Regions from separate parts of the Pan troglodytes genome. Here regions 2 and 3 are each linked to region 1. A link is a contact called in public Hi-C and HiChIP or PLAC-seq data. All regions are on one chromosome and are shown on one strand. The core of a region is the stretch at or near the end of the contact, and the rest is flanking DNA. Distances in the headings are between cores, read along the strand shown. Region 1 holds the start of CLPB (ClpB family mitochondrial disaggregase). Region 2 holds the start of LAMTOR1 (late endosomal/lysosomal adaptor, MAPK and MTOR activator 1). Region 3 overlaps NUMA1 (nuclear mitotic apparatus protein 1).

What was found. Hi-C and Micro-C count contacts between places; a contact is called where the count stands out from the background. HiChIP or PLAC-seq counts read pairs in DNA pulled down with a chosen protein or histone mark.
Region 2: an H3K4me3 HiChIP or PLAC-seq map of stem cell-derived excitatory neurons shows a contact between it and region 1, with 13 times the contacts expected there. The contact joins the promoter of LAMTOR1 here to the promoter of CLPB in region 1. A contact is called at or near these places in 1 of 7 Hi-C or Micro-C datasets (stem cell-derived neural progenitor cells) and 1 of 1 datasets of contacts at active chromatin or transcription factors (stem cell-derived excitatory neurons).
Region 3: a contact with region 1 is called in a Hi-C map of stem cell-derived neural progenitor cells, with 5 times the contacts expected there. The contact joins the enhancer-like site here to the promoter of CLPB in region 1. A contact is called at or near these places in 1 of 7 Hi-C or Micro-C datasets (stem cell-derived neural progenitor cells), 1 of 1 datasets of contacts at active chromatin or transcription factors (stem cell-derived excitatory neurons) and 1 of 1 other capture datasets (stem cell-derived neural stem cells).

The regions. Positions count from the first base shown.
Region 1 is chr9:74,468,442-74,473,104 of NHGRI_mPanTro3-v2.0_pri, reverse strand. It overlaps CLPB (ClpB family mitochondrial disaggregase), which reads left to right and starts at 1,755. Exons shown (of 16, transcript XM_003951966.6): 1 at 1,755-2,377. The coding sequence starts at 1,975.
Region 2 is chr9:74,136,063-74,141,064 of NHGRI_mPanTro3-v2.0_pri, reverse strand. It overlaps LAMTOR1 (late endosomal/lysosomal adaptor, MAPK and MTOR activator 1), which reads left to right and starts at 2,289. Exons shown (of 5, transcript XM_508619.6): 1 at 2,289-2,525. The coding sequence starts at 2,484. LRTOMT (leucine rich transmembrane and O-methyltransferase domain containing) reads right to left here. Exons shown (of 10, transcript NM_001282075.1): 6 at 718-766. It also overlaps the pseudogene LOC129139503.
Region 3 is chr9:74,059,527-74,063,983 of NHGRI_mPanTro3-v2.0_pri, reverse strand. It overlaps NUMA1 (nuclear mitotic apparatus protein 1), which reads left to right. Exons shown (of 27, transcript XM_063784268.1): 6 at 4,040-4,119. Among named protein-coding and RNA genes, the nearest start is that of IL18BP, 28 kb to the right of the region's middle. Within about 2 kb of position 3,088, at least 6 of the 24 cell types and tissues checked have an H3K27ac peak or open chromatin away from gene starts, as enhancers often do. A contact at or near this core is called in stem cell-derived neural progenitor cells and stem cell-derived neural stem cells, where this site is marked.

The DNA of each region.
Region 1 (4,663 bases), core at 506-3,005:
TCAGGCCGGGCGCGGTGGCTCACACCTGTAATCCCAGCACTTTAGGAGGCCGAGGCAGGTGGATCACGAGGTCAGGAGATCGAGACCATCCTGACTAATACAGTGAAACCCCGTCTCTACTAAAAATACAAAAAAATTAGCCGAGCATGGTGGCGGGAGCCTGTAGTCCCAGCTACTCGGGAGGCTGAGGCAGAAGAATGGCGTGAACCCAGGAGGCTGAGCTTGCAGTGAGCTGAGATCGTGCCACTGCACTGCAGCCTGGGCGACAGAGCAAGACTCTGCTTCAATAAATAAATAAATACATAAAAATAAAAAAACTGAGTGCCTCTTTTGTTCCAGACATTGTTCTGAGTGCTAGTGATATAAAAGTGAAAAAACAAAGTCCTTGTCTCATGGGGCTCATGCTGTAGTGGAGAAAGACAATAAAAATGTAGTATGTCAGATGGTGATAAATGCTGTGAAGGAAAATTAGGATGGGGTGCGTAGGATTACTATTTTAACCAGAATGGTCAGGGAAGACTCTGATCATGTGAAGTCTGAGCAGACCTACAAGACTTGGAAGAAACAGAACTGGCACAAAGAAGAACTTCCTCCTTTGCCTACCTATGGGTTCAGTTTGGAAAAGAGGGGGCGGGATGGGAGTGCAGGTGTTAATGGAAACTATATGCTCAAAATCAGAAGACCTGAGCATTACTTTACTCCAGGTGATTTACTGGCAAATCTTTTCACCTTTGAGCCTCAATTCCCTTCGCTGTAGACGGGAATAACAGTTCTTGCCCAGCTTCTCACACACAGCTGCCATGAGGATCAGATGAGATGACCCACTTGAAAGCCCTTTAAAAATAACACAATCAGGGCCAGGCGCAGTGGCTCACGCCAGTAATCCCAGTACTTAGGGAGGCTGAGGCAGGTGGGTCGCTTGAGGTCAGGAGTTGGAGACCAGCCTGGCCAACATGGTGAAACCCCGTCTCTACTACTAAAAATACAAAAATTAGCCAAGCGTGGTGGTGCGTGCCTGTAATCCCAGCTACTCGGTAGGCTGAGGTGGGAAAATCGCTTGGACCAGGGAGACGGAGGTTGCAGTGAGCCGAGATGGCGCCACTGCACTCCAGTTTGGGCGGCAGAGTGAGACTCTGTCTCAAAAAAAAAAAAAAAGACCGGAAGTCAACTCTTCAAATAAAATGTATTCCTATCTCAGGTGCAGTAGTTACCCTAAACATCTTTTTGAAAGGCCGCCCAGGCTGAAAAAAGAGATAGGCTAAACTAAATAAGCATAAGTTTCATAATATGCCTCTGCTGAAGATTCTTGGGTAATTTACACCAGTCAAAAATTGTGGGCCGGGCGCGGTGGCTCACGCTTGTAACCCCAGCATTTTGGGAGGCCGAGGCGGGCGGATCGCCTGAGGTCAGGAGTTAGAGACCAGCCTGGCCAACGTGGGGAAACCCCGTTTCCACTAAAAATAAAAAAATTAGCTGGGCATGGTGGCGGGCGTCTGTAATCCCAGCTACTCGGGAGACTGAGGTAGGAGAATTGCTTGAACACAAGAGACGAAGGTTGCAGTGAGCCGAGATCGCGCCACGGCACTCCGGCCTGTGAGACAGAGCGAGACTCCGTCTCAAAAAAAAAAAAAAAAAAAAAAAGTGTGTCGTGTGCTTCAACTAAACTAGGAAAGAAGTCTTGGGATTCTAATCTTTAACTCTAATCGCCACGCCCCTTGACCCGAACTCTATTTCCCAATATGCCTCGGGCTCCTATAATCCCGCAGTCATTGTGACGCAATCCCACAGCCTTCTGGGAAACGTAGTTTATTTATTCTCCAGCTGGGGAAAGGCTTAGGGCTGTGGACTACCTCTCCCGTGAGGTAGTGCGCAACTCCACCCTGTTCGCGGCGTCTTCGAACGCGCCGCGGCAGCCATGTTGGACGTGGTCAGCACAGGGGCCGGCACCACGGGGTTATCGAAGCAGCTGTCAAGATGCTGGGGTCCCTGGTGTTGAGGAGAAAAGCACTGGCGCCACGGCTACTCCTCCGGCTGCTCAGGTCCCCAACGCTCCGGGGCCATGGAGGTGCTTCCGGCCGGAATGTGACTACTGGGAGTTTCGGGGAGCCGCAGTGGCTGAGGGTAGCCACCGGGGGGCGCCCTGGAACATCAACGGCCTTGTTCTCCGGACGTGGGGCAGCCACCGGGGGGCGCCAGGGAGGACGCTTCGATACCAAATGCCTCGCGGCTGCCACTTGGGGAAGCCTTCCTGGCCCCGAAGAAACACTCCCAGGACAGGACAGCTGGAACGGGGTCCCCAGCAGGGCCGGACTGGGCATGTGCGCCCTGGCCGCAGCGCTGGTGGTTCATTGCTACAGCAAGAGTCCGTCCAACAAGGGTGATTATGAGATCTGGGTTTGAGGAAGGGAGAGGCGGGAAGATTGTCCTAACTTCGTATCTTAGGAGGGTGGGAGGTACTTATAGGTTTAGATCCTTAGAACCTAAGTCTTGGAGGGACTCAGACATCATCTGGTTACAGGGGCAGGGTGTTGCCCTAGAGATCTCATCACCTCGGAGTTGTATAATCTCGTATCATAGATCCGCTTCCTCTCTCTGGGCATCATTTTATCCATCTGTACAATGGGGATATTGGACTAAACATCTAATATTATAGCATGGACCCCTTATGTTTCTCATATTCTGCCTGGTCCAATTCCTCTTTCCTGAGATCTCCAGGAAACGGAAATTATGGGGTGTTTTAAGGGCAACCGCCAGATGGTTTAGAGAAGTTGCCAAACCGCTCCCCCCTACCCCCCGCCACCAAAGGTGCCAGAGTCAGGAACAACCTGACTCGGTTCTAATGCCAGCTTGACCTCTATCTATCTATCTATCTATCTATCTATCTATTTATTTATTTATTTATTTATTTATTTATTTATTTATTTATTTATTTCTGAGATGGAGTCTTGCTCTATCGCCAAGCTGGAGTGCAGTGGCGCAATCTCGGCCCACTGCAACCTCCGCCTCCCGGGTTCAAGCTATTCTCCTGCCTTAGCCTCCCAAGTAGCTGGGACTACAGGTGCGGGCCATCACACCCAGCTAATTTTTGTATTTTTAGTTGTTGGTCAGGATGGTCTCGATCTCTTGACCTCCTGATCCACCCGCCTCGGCCTCCCAAAGTACTGGGATTACAGGCGTGAGCCACCGCGTCTGACCAATTTCTTTATTTATATAGTGAAGGATAGTTTCCCAACATTTTTACAGTACTGTTATTTTGACTCTTTTTGGAGTTCAGCGGCCTGAGTCTGTCAGTCTCAGGATTTTGCTGTGTCTGGTCTCACATGCTGTGAGGTGATCTTGCCATGTGGGATAGTTGGCAGGAGAAGGAAGGTGGATTCCTGGAGGCCCAAGGGCAACTGCTGGGGGACTGGCTGATCCCGATTAGCATCTCATTTGGATCCGTGGAGCTAAGCAGCAGCTGAGAGAGTGGACAGAGAGCCAGACTTATGACCTATGTGAGTCCAGCCATTCAGGTTCTTAGTTGTTCCTCAAGAAGAAAGACTGAGGCATGGTGTCCATAGATTCCATGCACCCCAAGCTCTGAGAATTTGGAGCAAGAGTTGGGGAGTAGGGAGTGCCTTGACTTTGATTCGTTTGATGTGGCCAATTGTAAAGGAAGGACTTTGGTCTGGGAGAGACAACACTGGGGATCTTGTTTTGGTTCTGTGTCTAACTCTCATTGTGAATTTGGACTTTTGCTTCTCCTCACTGGTCCTCTGTTTCCTCATCTACAAAATGAGGGTTTTGAAATAGACACTAAGGGCATCGAGCTTAGGCATGTTGTAATCCTGTAACTTCCAGCATTTTTGGGGGTACCCACTGTGCGTCTAGTTTTAGGCTAGGTGTGTGGGAAGTCCTAACTTAACACAAAATCAGTCAAGGGGACAGTGCAGGCAGTTGGAATGTAGGGCTGGTGAGTGGAGCTATGTGTTGTTGGGGGATCAGAGGGCCAGTAGGGTCAGGAAAGCCTTTCTGGAGTATTGGAGACCCCAGAGGATGGGAAATTCGAACTTGAGTTCTGAAGGATGAAGTAGAAACGAAAAGGAGAGTGACCTTTTGAGCCCCATGAGAGCAGGAAATGTATCTTCTCTTTTGTTTTTTCAGGTTATGCTAGCAACTTTCCCGAATACTTAGACGTCATTTGCCCACCACAGTGTCTGGAACTTAGTAGGTGCTCAATAAATGTGTGAGAGTTGGATTATATTCCATGCAAAGGCTTCAGGGAATGGAAATAACAGAGTTTCGGGGCACCATGGTGTGTGCAGGGGCTAGCAGAGCAGCCAGCTTGGTTGGAGGATAAGGTCTTTGGAATTAGATGAGAGCAGATGGAGTGGGGCCTGGATGCCAGTCAGGGGTGGGGTAGGTGAGGGTGTTGGAATTTCTTCTGTAGGCAGTGGAGAGTTATGGAAGGTTCATGAGCGGGGAATGTTCTGAGTCCAGTGTATTTGGCGAGGTCTTGCCTAAGAAGTTCCTGGGGGTTCCCAACTGGACTTTATGGCCTGTGAACTCCAGCAAGAATACCAAGGTCTATTTACCAAAATAGATAATGGTCAAAGCCGTGACCAGTTCCTGCTGGAACTGACTTGCCAGCTACCCTGTCCCCTGACTTAGAGTTTTGACCCTC
Region 2 (5,002 bases), core at 1,040-3,539, 330 kb after region 1:
GTCTACTTTCAGCACCCAGCCCCAAACCACCTCTTCCCGGTCCCAACCCCTGGTCCCATCTTCACATTGTTCCCCTGACTTGTTTCTCTTTATCCTTGAAGTCACCCCTTCTTCAGGACCCCTTTCACTAATTCACCTCTGGGATATCTTCCCCCAACCCTACCCTCTGCCTGCCTGGTCTCCTCTGACCACTGCTGTGTAGCAAAAGAGCATAGATTTGCAGTCAAAAACACCTTCACTATCACTGTGCCCTGCCTCAGTAAAATGCAATCAAAATACCCCATAGGGTGTTAGAGTGAGATGTCCTCTTTCCCACCCCAGGACTCTCCCTCTGCCTGCTCTTCCCTGAGGATGGGAGGAGTCTTTGATTCTTTAATAATTCTCCAGCCCCATCTCCTCTCCGCTGTATTCCCCTCTTCTCCTGTGCTGTCTCAGAATTCCCTTCACAAATGTGTACATACACATAACACACAGCACACATTTTCCCTCTACTCAGCTCTTCTCTCCAGGGACCTATGGGGAATGGGCCTCTCCTCCCATGTCCTGGACCATTCTCTTCCTCATCCAGATCTGACCTCCTTGCCGGCCTTCTTGCAAGGCCCCTGGTGATGGCGGGGAGTAAAAATGAAAGAGTGTATGGATGGGTGTGAATAGGTGAGTGATGCGGTGGGCTTGAACTGGTGTGCTTGGGAACCCACAATCCAGGGCCCTGCTTACCTGGGCTGGAGGACCAGAGCACAGGACAGGTGGGGGAGTCCAGGGCCTGCTGTGGGGGATAACCCTGAGGCAGGAGGCTGGAATGGCTTTCAATTATTCATGCTGAGGCTGCTGCTGTCACCTGAGACCTGCAGTTCAAGTTACCAGCCCCAGGGACGAGCTTGAGCTGCCTCCTACCCTTCAGGAACCTCAAGATTTACAGAACCTCAGGGTCTTGATTTGAGGGGTTATAAGAGGTATGAGATCTGGTGACTTCTCCAATACCTTGGATCAGAAGATGGGGCATGGGGTGAGCCAAGGTGATGGGGTGACTGTAACATACTCATTGATATGCAAGTTTTCTGTAAGCAAGGCCATGCCTTGGGCTACAGGTAAGAGTCAGAACCTGTCACTGTGCTCCAGGAACTCCCAAGTTTGGTAGGTGAGACTGACCCAGGAACAGAGAATACAATATAGTGTGATCACTATTGGATGTTCCATGACTACAGGGACTTTGGCTGTTTTGTGAACTGCTGCATATCCAGATATAACAATGTGTGGCACATAGTAGACGCTCAGCAAATATTTGTTGATTCAATAAATGCATGAATTAACACTGGATGAGGATTAAGCATAGCGAGCTGGGCATGTCCAGAGAATGGAGTCAGAGAAGGTAATCAGGAGGACATTGTACTGAGTCTCGAAGACAGTAGGCAGACCAGGCTGCATGTGCAAAGTCCAGTAGATCAATCAGGAAACTACATTATTTCTCTATGTCCAGTGAAACACATTGCTCACCCCTCCACCCTTCACCCCAGAACATGCAGTGGGAGAGGTGTCAGGCTCTGCATGACTTTGTTATGCCAGACAGGTAATGTGCCAAAACAAGATTTGAGGGTGGCACATTTGACACATGCTGGTGAACACCCAATCACACGCTCATGAACAACAAATGGACGGACTTGGACCTGTGTTCAGGGCCCAAGGGAAGACATGGAGCGGGGGTTAGGAAAAGAGAACTGATGGTCAGCTTTGTGCGTTCGATTACAATGGGTGCTGTTAAAAAAGGCAGAATTAAAGATAAAAGCCTGAAAGCAGAGAGGTCAGTGAGGTGGCTTCTATCTCCTCTACCAGGATTTATCTCTGCTGCGCGTCAGCATGTGAGGGTAGTATAAGGTCCCTTCTTCCTGTAAGTCGCAGATCCCCAGCCCAGGTGGAGAATACACCCTCTGTGTATTCACCCCCAGCCCAGCTGGGCGATACACCCTCTGTGTTCCCCGACTAGGTACTGGTCATCTGGATCCTCTGTGTGTGCACCCAGACCGTACGATCTGGAGCATCAGGCCTGGATCCCAGTCGCCCCTCGCATGTCATTTAGAAGAGTATATCACAAGGGCATACGAGGGCATTTGGTACGAGTTCGCTCAATGGCCCAGAAAAGTGGCCTAGTGGCCACGAGAACGCATAACACAATTCACGACGGCCACTACTGCCAGTTTAGAGACTGGAAAGATGAAGTCATGTGATCCGCCCCGCCCTTTCCCCGCATCACGTGCTTGCGTGTCCGGTTACGCCTTCCCATTGGTTGACAACGATCACGCGCTAGCGGGCGGGACCGGAAGCCGGGGTATTGACTGAGGCGGCCAAGCGGCTCCGGGACAGGGGATACGGGGGGTGGGGGCGGGTGGTTGCCTGCGGGAGGCCGCCGCGGGTCATGTGACCGGAAGGGCTCCTGACGGACGCCGTCCCTCCTCGGCGCGGCCTGAGCGCCCGGCCCGACCCCGGCCATGGGGTGCTGCTACAGCAGCGAGAACGAGGACTCGGACCAGGTGCGGCCGCGGCAGGCGGGGCTCGGGAATGAGGGCTAAGACACTGGGGCATGGGGCCCAGAAAGTAACCTGCGGAGGACGGGCAGGCGGACTGCAGGGCTCACTGAATACGGAGGCCTGGAGGGGACAGATTACAGAGGAGACGCCAAGCCGGGCTCCTACCCCTGTTAAAGCCCCAGATTTCTACACAGTCCCCGCCTCGGGGTGTGCAGGCAGCCGCCTGTCCGGCTCGCTCCCACCACTTCCGTTTGCTCCTACCTTCAAAACTTTTCAGATTCAAGGATCCTCATTCTAGGTCCCCGGGAAACACTCCCTTCCCCAGCTTCCTGTGTCTTCTGTGTATTAGTGGGCTTTGCGAATCCATTTTAGGGGTGGGTAAGCTGACGCCCTGAGTTAGTCTTTCCTGAGATGAATCAGGAATTCGTGTATCGTCTTAGTCCCTGGGGTTGCAGAAGGAAGGTCGCTGCTAGTCTAGGGCCAGAGGACGACTCTGGAACTTGGTGGCCTTTGAATTGGCCAATGAAGGATTTAATCGATACAGTGAGGACATCGGGACATGTGGGAAATTGGGAAGCAACAAAGAGGATTTAGCTTTGGCTAGATTGTGGGAAAAGAGAAATGGAGCGGGAAGTTCATTTGGTTCTGAGTTTGGCTTGCCTCAGTGCAGTCTGCCTGGGGCCTGAGGGTTCCTTTAGCTGGAGACATGCCTATTCTGAGAATTTGGCTGTAGATCTGATCCCTTTGGAGAAAGGGTTAGGCTGGGGAGACCTGTACAGTTTTAAATTCTCCCTCTTCCTCTTAGTGCATTCTCACTTCTCCCCACACTCTAATCCCTGCCCTGCCTGGCCTGACATTCAAGGATGAAGTCTCAAGTTGCTGTCTACTCTCTTTTTTTGATCGTCTCTAAGCCCGGATTCTACATTTGAACATATAGTAGACCTCAGAGAGTAGAAAGGTTTCAGGTAGCTCACGGTCTAATGGGGAAGATGGTCACAAAAATAGATTATATCACTGGTACTTGGGAAGTAGTTCGTTCTTCAGTGAACGTATTTTGGATTAAGAGTTTAAGCCTAGGAAAATGTCGTTTGTATGGGAAGCAAGGGTGGCTTCTGGTTCTCAATTCTCCATACACCCAATGAACACATATTTCCTTTGCCCTGTGTTAGGCATGTGTCGTGCCTAATACCTCTCACTTCACTTCCACCTTTTTGAGAAAGAGACAACAATAACCCTGCCTACTGGGAGAGCTGTGGCCTAGTGGGAAATTGTCCCTTAAAGCATAATATGGACTCTTGCAGGGAATGAGTCAAGAAGGATTAATGCCGTATGAGAAAGGATACAAGCTTCTACTTGGAAGGGAGAGCTGGGCCTGCTGCTCTCCTGAATCTCTACCTTCTCCTTGGGGGGCTCTCATTTCTGTTCCTAACACCCAGAGAAGGTGCTTAATCACTGCTGGGTGATTTGAGGCCTCATGTAGCAAGGGCCATAACCATCCACCATCCCACAGTCCCTCTTTGAGTTCTTGGGCAGGCCCCTCTCCGACTCTCATCTCTGTCTCTTTATCATAATAAAAAATATACAACACGTTACAGTTTACAAAGGGCCTTCACAGTTATCTAATTTGACTCTTGCCAGACATCCGTCATATTAGTGTGGGTTATGTCTATTTAAAGGTGAGGAAGAAGTTCAGAGAAGCTAAGTGATTTGGCCAAGCTGAGAAGTGCTAATGCCCAGGTGTTCTGACGCTAGGCCATGTACTTTATCCATGGGGCCAAGCTGTCTCAGCCATGCCCCTAGACCAGGTGGCCAGTCACGGGCAGGCTGCTATGTCTGTGCTAAGGTAGACAGTGAAACCCTGCCTCTTGGGTTACACTAATGCAGAGACAAACCTTGATGTGACAAACCTAACCCATGCTCCACTCGCACTTTGGGAGTGGGGTGATGTTTGTCTGCTCTGAAGTAGGTAGCATGGCCTCTTCTTTAAGTCTGGGTTTCAAGAAAATAACCTTGTTGTTCACTTGATCTTAGCTGAAGGCTGAGAAGTGATCAGCCAACCTTCTTCTTGAAGAACCCCTGATAGGGAAGAGACTACCCTGTCCTGCAGGAAGATCTGTCTGAAGTGGAGCTGGGAGGACAGACACATAGGAAGCTAACTTGGACCTCATTATGGAGCCAGCTTTCCTTAGAAATACATAGTTTTATCTTTGGCAAACATTTTGTCTTTTTAGCTCTTTAATACTGAGCCTATGTATTTAGGGAGGAAGGGTGTCTGGGAGTTTATAGAGGTGATGGGGCAAAGCCCACAGCTTCTGTCTCTTGCTGTTGGGAACTGGATCAAATTGCCTGAGGACACTTGGGCAACCTAGCCTTGAGAAAGAAGAGTAAGGTGAAAAGGCTGGGCCTCCCTAAGCAGGGCAGGAGGAAGTAGCCCTCTACAAGGAGAGTTGTGGAGTTGTGGGCAGGGGAGCTGCAGCCTG
Region 3 (4,457 bases), core at 1,839-4,338, 410 kb after region 1:
CGTGGCAGTTAGGAACTGGTATCAGGGACTCATATCTCTGAAGCAAGCACTTTAGCTACCTATTCATAGGTAACAGCTCATTGATAGGGAAAGAAGGTAGAATTAAGCTTATCAAAGGCCAGAACTGTGTCTGATTCATCTTGGGGTCCTCCCTACCTAGCTTAGGATGCTACATTGATTAGGTTTTAGTTAATGTTTGTTGAGTGAAGAGATGAGTTGGTATTCTCTATCAGCAAGGTCTAGTGGGGCCAAGTGGCCCAGGACAGATGGGTCTGCTGCTAAAGTGGTTTTTTATTTGAAGTGTGTGTTGATCGTGGGTTATCTTACAGGATTTTTTAATACTCCATATGGCTCTAACCAGGACCTGCCTTAGTACCTCTAAAAGAAGTCACTATTCTTATTTTGGTCCAGACACTACCATTTTCTCTCCCAGTTACCCAGGCAGGACATTTCAACATCATCTTGACTTCTCTGTCTCCTTGGCGCTGATCTCTAATTGGTCATCATCCTCTCTGCTTATATCCAGCGTCCCTCCCTCTGCCTCATTCTGGATACTAGGCCCTCATGGCCTAGTTCTTCTCTAATCTGCCCTTATTGCAGTTCATTCCTATGCACGAGGTCTCAAGAATCTTTCTCAAATCTTGTTTTCTTTGTGACACTTCAGTGACTCTTCATCAAACCTCAGTGAATATTCATTTCTAATAGGTAGAAATCTAAAATCTTCAGCCTGGTGTTTAAGATCTTTCATCAGGGGGTCATTTCCTCTCACCAGTTTTGTTTCCTGCTTTTTTCTCTCCCCACTCGACACCACCTCGTTTTTTTTTTTAATCTTATAGAAATCCTTATATCCTGGATTTTGTTAATTGCATTATTATGGTACGGCTTAACTTGTTCCACTATTCCCCTTGTTGCCTATATACTGATAATTAGATCTAAGCTTGATTCACTTTTTTTTTTTGTCAAGGATACTTCATAGTTGGGGTTGTGTACCACCTGTAAGTCAGCATTTTGCAACTTCTGTTGAAAATCATTATTTTGCAAACCCTAAGGAAGTGATAGATCCAGGCACCTGACATTAATGGGTGGTAAAACCATTAGTCTGGCAATACCTAACTCTCTGTTTAATTTTAACCTCACTAAAAGTGAAGCAGCCAGGTATAATATGCCTTGTATTGTAACACACAATATGGGGCAGCATGCTTTTTTGACTTCAAAATAGATCAAGGAACTTCTGCTTTTGAAGAGAGAAATTTCCTTGGCCTGGTGACAAGAGCAGTAGATGTGCCCAAGAGTAAGGATGTGTGTTGTCCTTGGGTTAGCCACTGTAGGTTTATAACCTGGTAGGAAATTTTCATAGGAAGGGCCAAAAATTCAAGATGCTCATTTGCAAGTTGTCTTCTAGGGTGTTGCCTGAACCTAGGCTGCAGTAGAAGTGGGGCTTGGAGGTAGGCGATATTGAAATCCCAGGTTAATGCTAATCTCCATCTCAGATCCAGGACAATGCAGACCAGCTTCCTTTTGGGAAATGGAGGTTCTTAGTTAATATGTTCTGGCTCTTACATTTCTGATACCGCTACTGGTGCCAACCTAAATCAGCAGCCTAGTTCTCAGCAGAAGGCAGCAGAGGATGGCAAGGTTGGAGGGTAGATAGAAGCTGTGGGAGTTGGGTGGCTCCTGTCTGCACACTGGACAAGGGGCACCCTGAGAAAAATAATTCTTTAAAAAATTAAAAAAAAAAATAAGCTGTGGGAGTTGAGGGTTTAATTGCTTGGCCACTTAGCCTTCTCTCTGGGAAAATTAACTGGGATCAACCCCTCTGACAAGTTTCCCTTTCGGTTCTTCTGTGCGTGAATAGTCTAAAGCAAAAAAGGCTGTCCCGTCTGTTTGATAGTTGTGAAGCTTGAATAACAGAGTATAGTGGAGGCATTTTGCCAGAAAACTTACAGTTCTGACATTTTTGTCTTGCTGACTTTTATTTCTGCTCTTCTCAGTAAAAAGCATCCCTCAGTTGTCAGTCAGCCCATATGTATTGAGCACCTACTTTATTCCTGGCTTTCAGCTAGTGCAGTTGGAGTGGGCAGTTGTAAATGGTGCAGTTGCATTCATGAGTGCTGCAGGAAGACCTGGAGGACAGCCGAGGCATGACTGGCAGGAGTTGTGGATGGCTTCCTGACAGAGATGAGACTTCAACACAGTCTTAAAGGATGGGCTGGATTTCTCTAGGACTACTGTTGTCCAAAGTATGCTCCATGCAGCTTTACTTAAACCAGGCTTTGTGGGGGGTGGGGGAAAAGGGTTTTGTGGTCAAATAGGTTTAGGAAATAATGCATGTTGTATCTTCTTCTATAAAAAATGTTCAGTTTAACCCAGCATTTCTTAAACATTTCACCTGAGAACCTCTTTTTATTTTAGTTAATGGAATACTCAGAGGTAAATATTGCTCTACACTAAGCCAAGGAGTCACAACATTCCAGATTGTGGGTGGGTAGGGAAAATGGCTCATTTGGGAGTCTGTAAGAGATTAGCATCTCCTCAAGACTTTGTAGGAGTCTCTGATCTCAGACCAACTATCCAGACAGAGTGCCTCTGGGGGGGATTCATTTGGAAGAAGCCTGTGTAATCACATGGGGTATGGGGGGAGGTACACTCATAGTCTTGGCTTGGATGATGCTTATGCTTGCAGGATGTCTCTGGCATTGGAAGGTTCTGGGCCTGCCCTGCCCTCCAGAAAGTTCGCTAAGAACTAGGAGTTTAGATTCTGAGAAGCAAGGGGCCCACTAATCAGGATCTCCCACTGTAGCCTAGAGAATTCAGCTTTCTAACTTGAAGTGGTATTTCACCTGCTGCTTCTGAAAATGGAACTGCAGTTAGCTAGGGGATCCAGCGAAGTTCCCCCACTAGGTTGAAGGCTGAGATGGCAAAAGCCTCCCAGAGCAGGATCCCAGGGACTAGTATTCTTTTTTTTTTTGGAGACAGAATCTCGCTGGGTCGCCCAGGCTGGAGTGCAGTGGCATGATCTCAGCTCACTGTAATCTCTGTCGCTTGGGTTGAAGCAGTTCTCCTGCCTCATCCTCCTGGGCTGTGTGAGAGCTCCCCCTGCTGTCTCCCTGTCCTCATGGCTCTCTTCACACTGCCCGCTCTTCCAGTTAAGCAAGTACAGACAAGAACCACTAATCAAGAATACTAGTCCTAGCTGGGCGCAGTGGCTCCAGCCTGTAATCCCAGCACTTTGAGAGGCTGAGGTGGGTGGAGGTCAGGAGTTTGAGACCAGCCTGGCCAACATGGCGAAACCCCATCTCTACTAAAAATACAAAAATTAGCCGGGCGTGGTGGTCCATGCCTGTAATCCCAGCTACTTGGGAGGCTGAGGCAGGAGGATTGCTTGAACCCAGGAGTCAGAGGTTATAGTGAGCCGAGATCGTGCCACTGCACTCCAGCCTGGGCAACAGAGCGAGATTCTGTCTCAAACAAACAAACAAACAAACAAACAAACAAACAACACTCTAGTCCCTGGGATCCTCCTCTGGGAGGCTTTTGCCATCTCAGCCTTCAGCCTAGTGGGGGAACTTCACCCTGTCACTTCAGAGCCTTGTTTCCTCCTGTTCTTTCAGTTCTTGGATGTTTTTCCCTCCCCATGGTCTTCTCTCACTCTTAACCTAGGTGTGTTCTCCAGGCTTCCTGACAGTTTAGAGTTGAGCCATTCCAGATGGTGTAATATAGCTTCCCGTTCATCTGTGCTGCCTCCATCTCCTCTCGGCCCCTTTCCACAGAGCTTTTTTATGTTTGCAAATAGGATGGCAGAGTGCCATCTTTTCCAGAAGAACCCCATGCCTCAAGTCCCCTCTTCCCACCCACCACACAGTTCCATCTGGATAAATGGTGTCCTGGTATCTGTCACCTGCCTCCAGGATCTGATCTGGATCTCTTCCAGATCCAGCAGAGATCAAGACTGGAAGGAATGGGGAGGTAGTATGAAATGCAGCAGCAAGGAGGCAAAGATTGCTGAATACTCTGTTCCTAATACTTGCTCTTTTTCTAGCCATGGCACTGAAGAGGGACAGCAAATCTTGAAGCAGCCGGTGTCAGAGAGACTGGACTTTGTGTGCAGTTTTCTGCAGAGTAAGCACCTTTCTTATCCAGCTATGAAGAAGCTGCTTCCTCAGCTCGTGGGATTGGAGAGTCCAGAGGAACTAGTTCATGGGTGTCTGGAGGAGAAAAATTTCAAGGCTCCCCACTCTTTAACACAAAGATGAAAACAGCTGGTTCAGATCCCCTGGGTCTTGTGATGCCTTCATCAGTTGGTGTAAGAAGAGTGTCCCTTCAGTCCCAGAGCCCTTCTTGGAGATCTAGGTGGAGCCAGAAGGTTACTTTTTGGGACCTGTCACTTTGAACTCTTTGAGCACCTTAAGTTTCTGTTTCCCCCAACTTCAAGGAGACAGAAGAGAGAGAATGAGTCT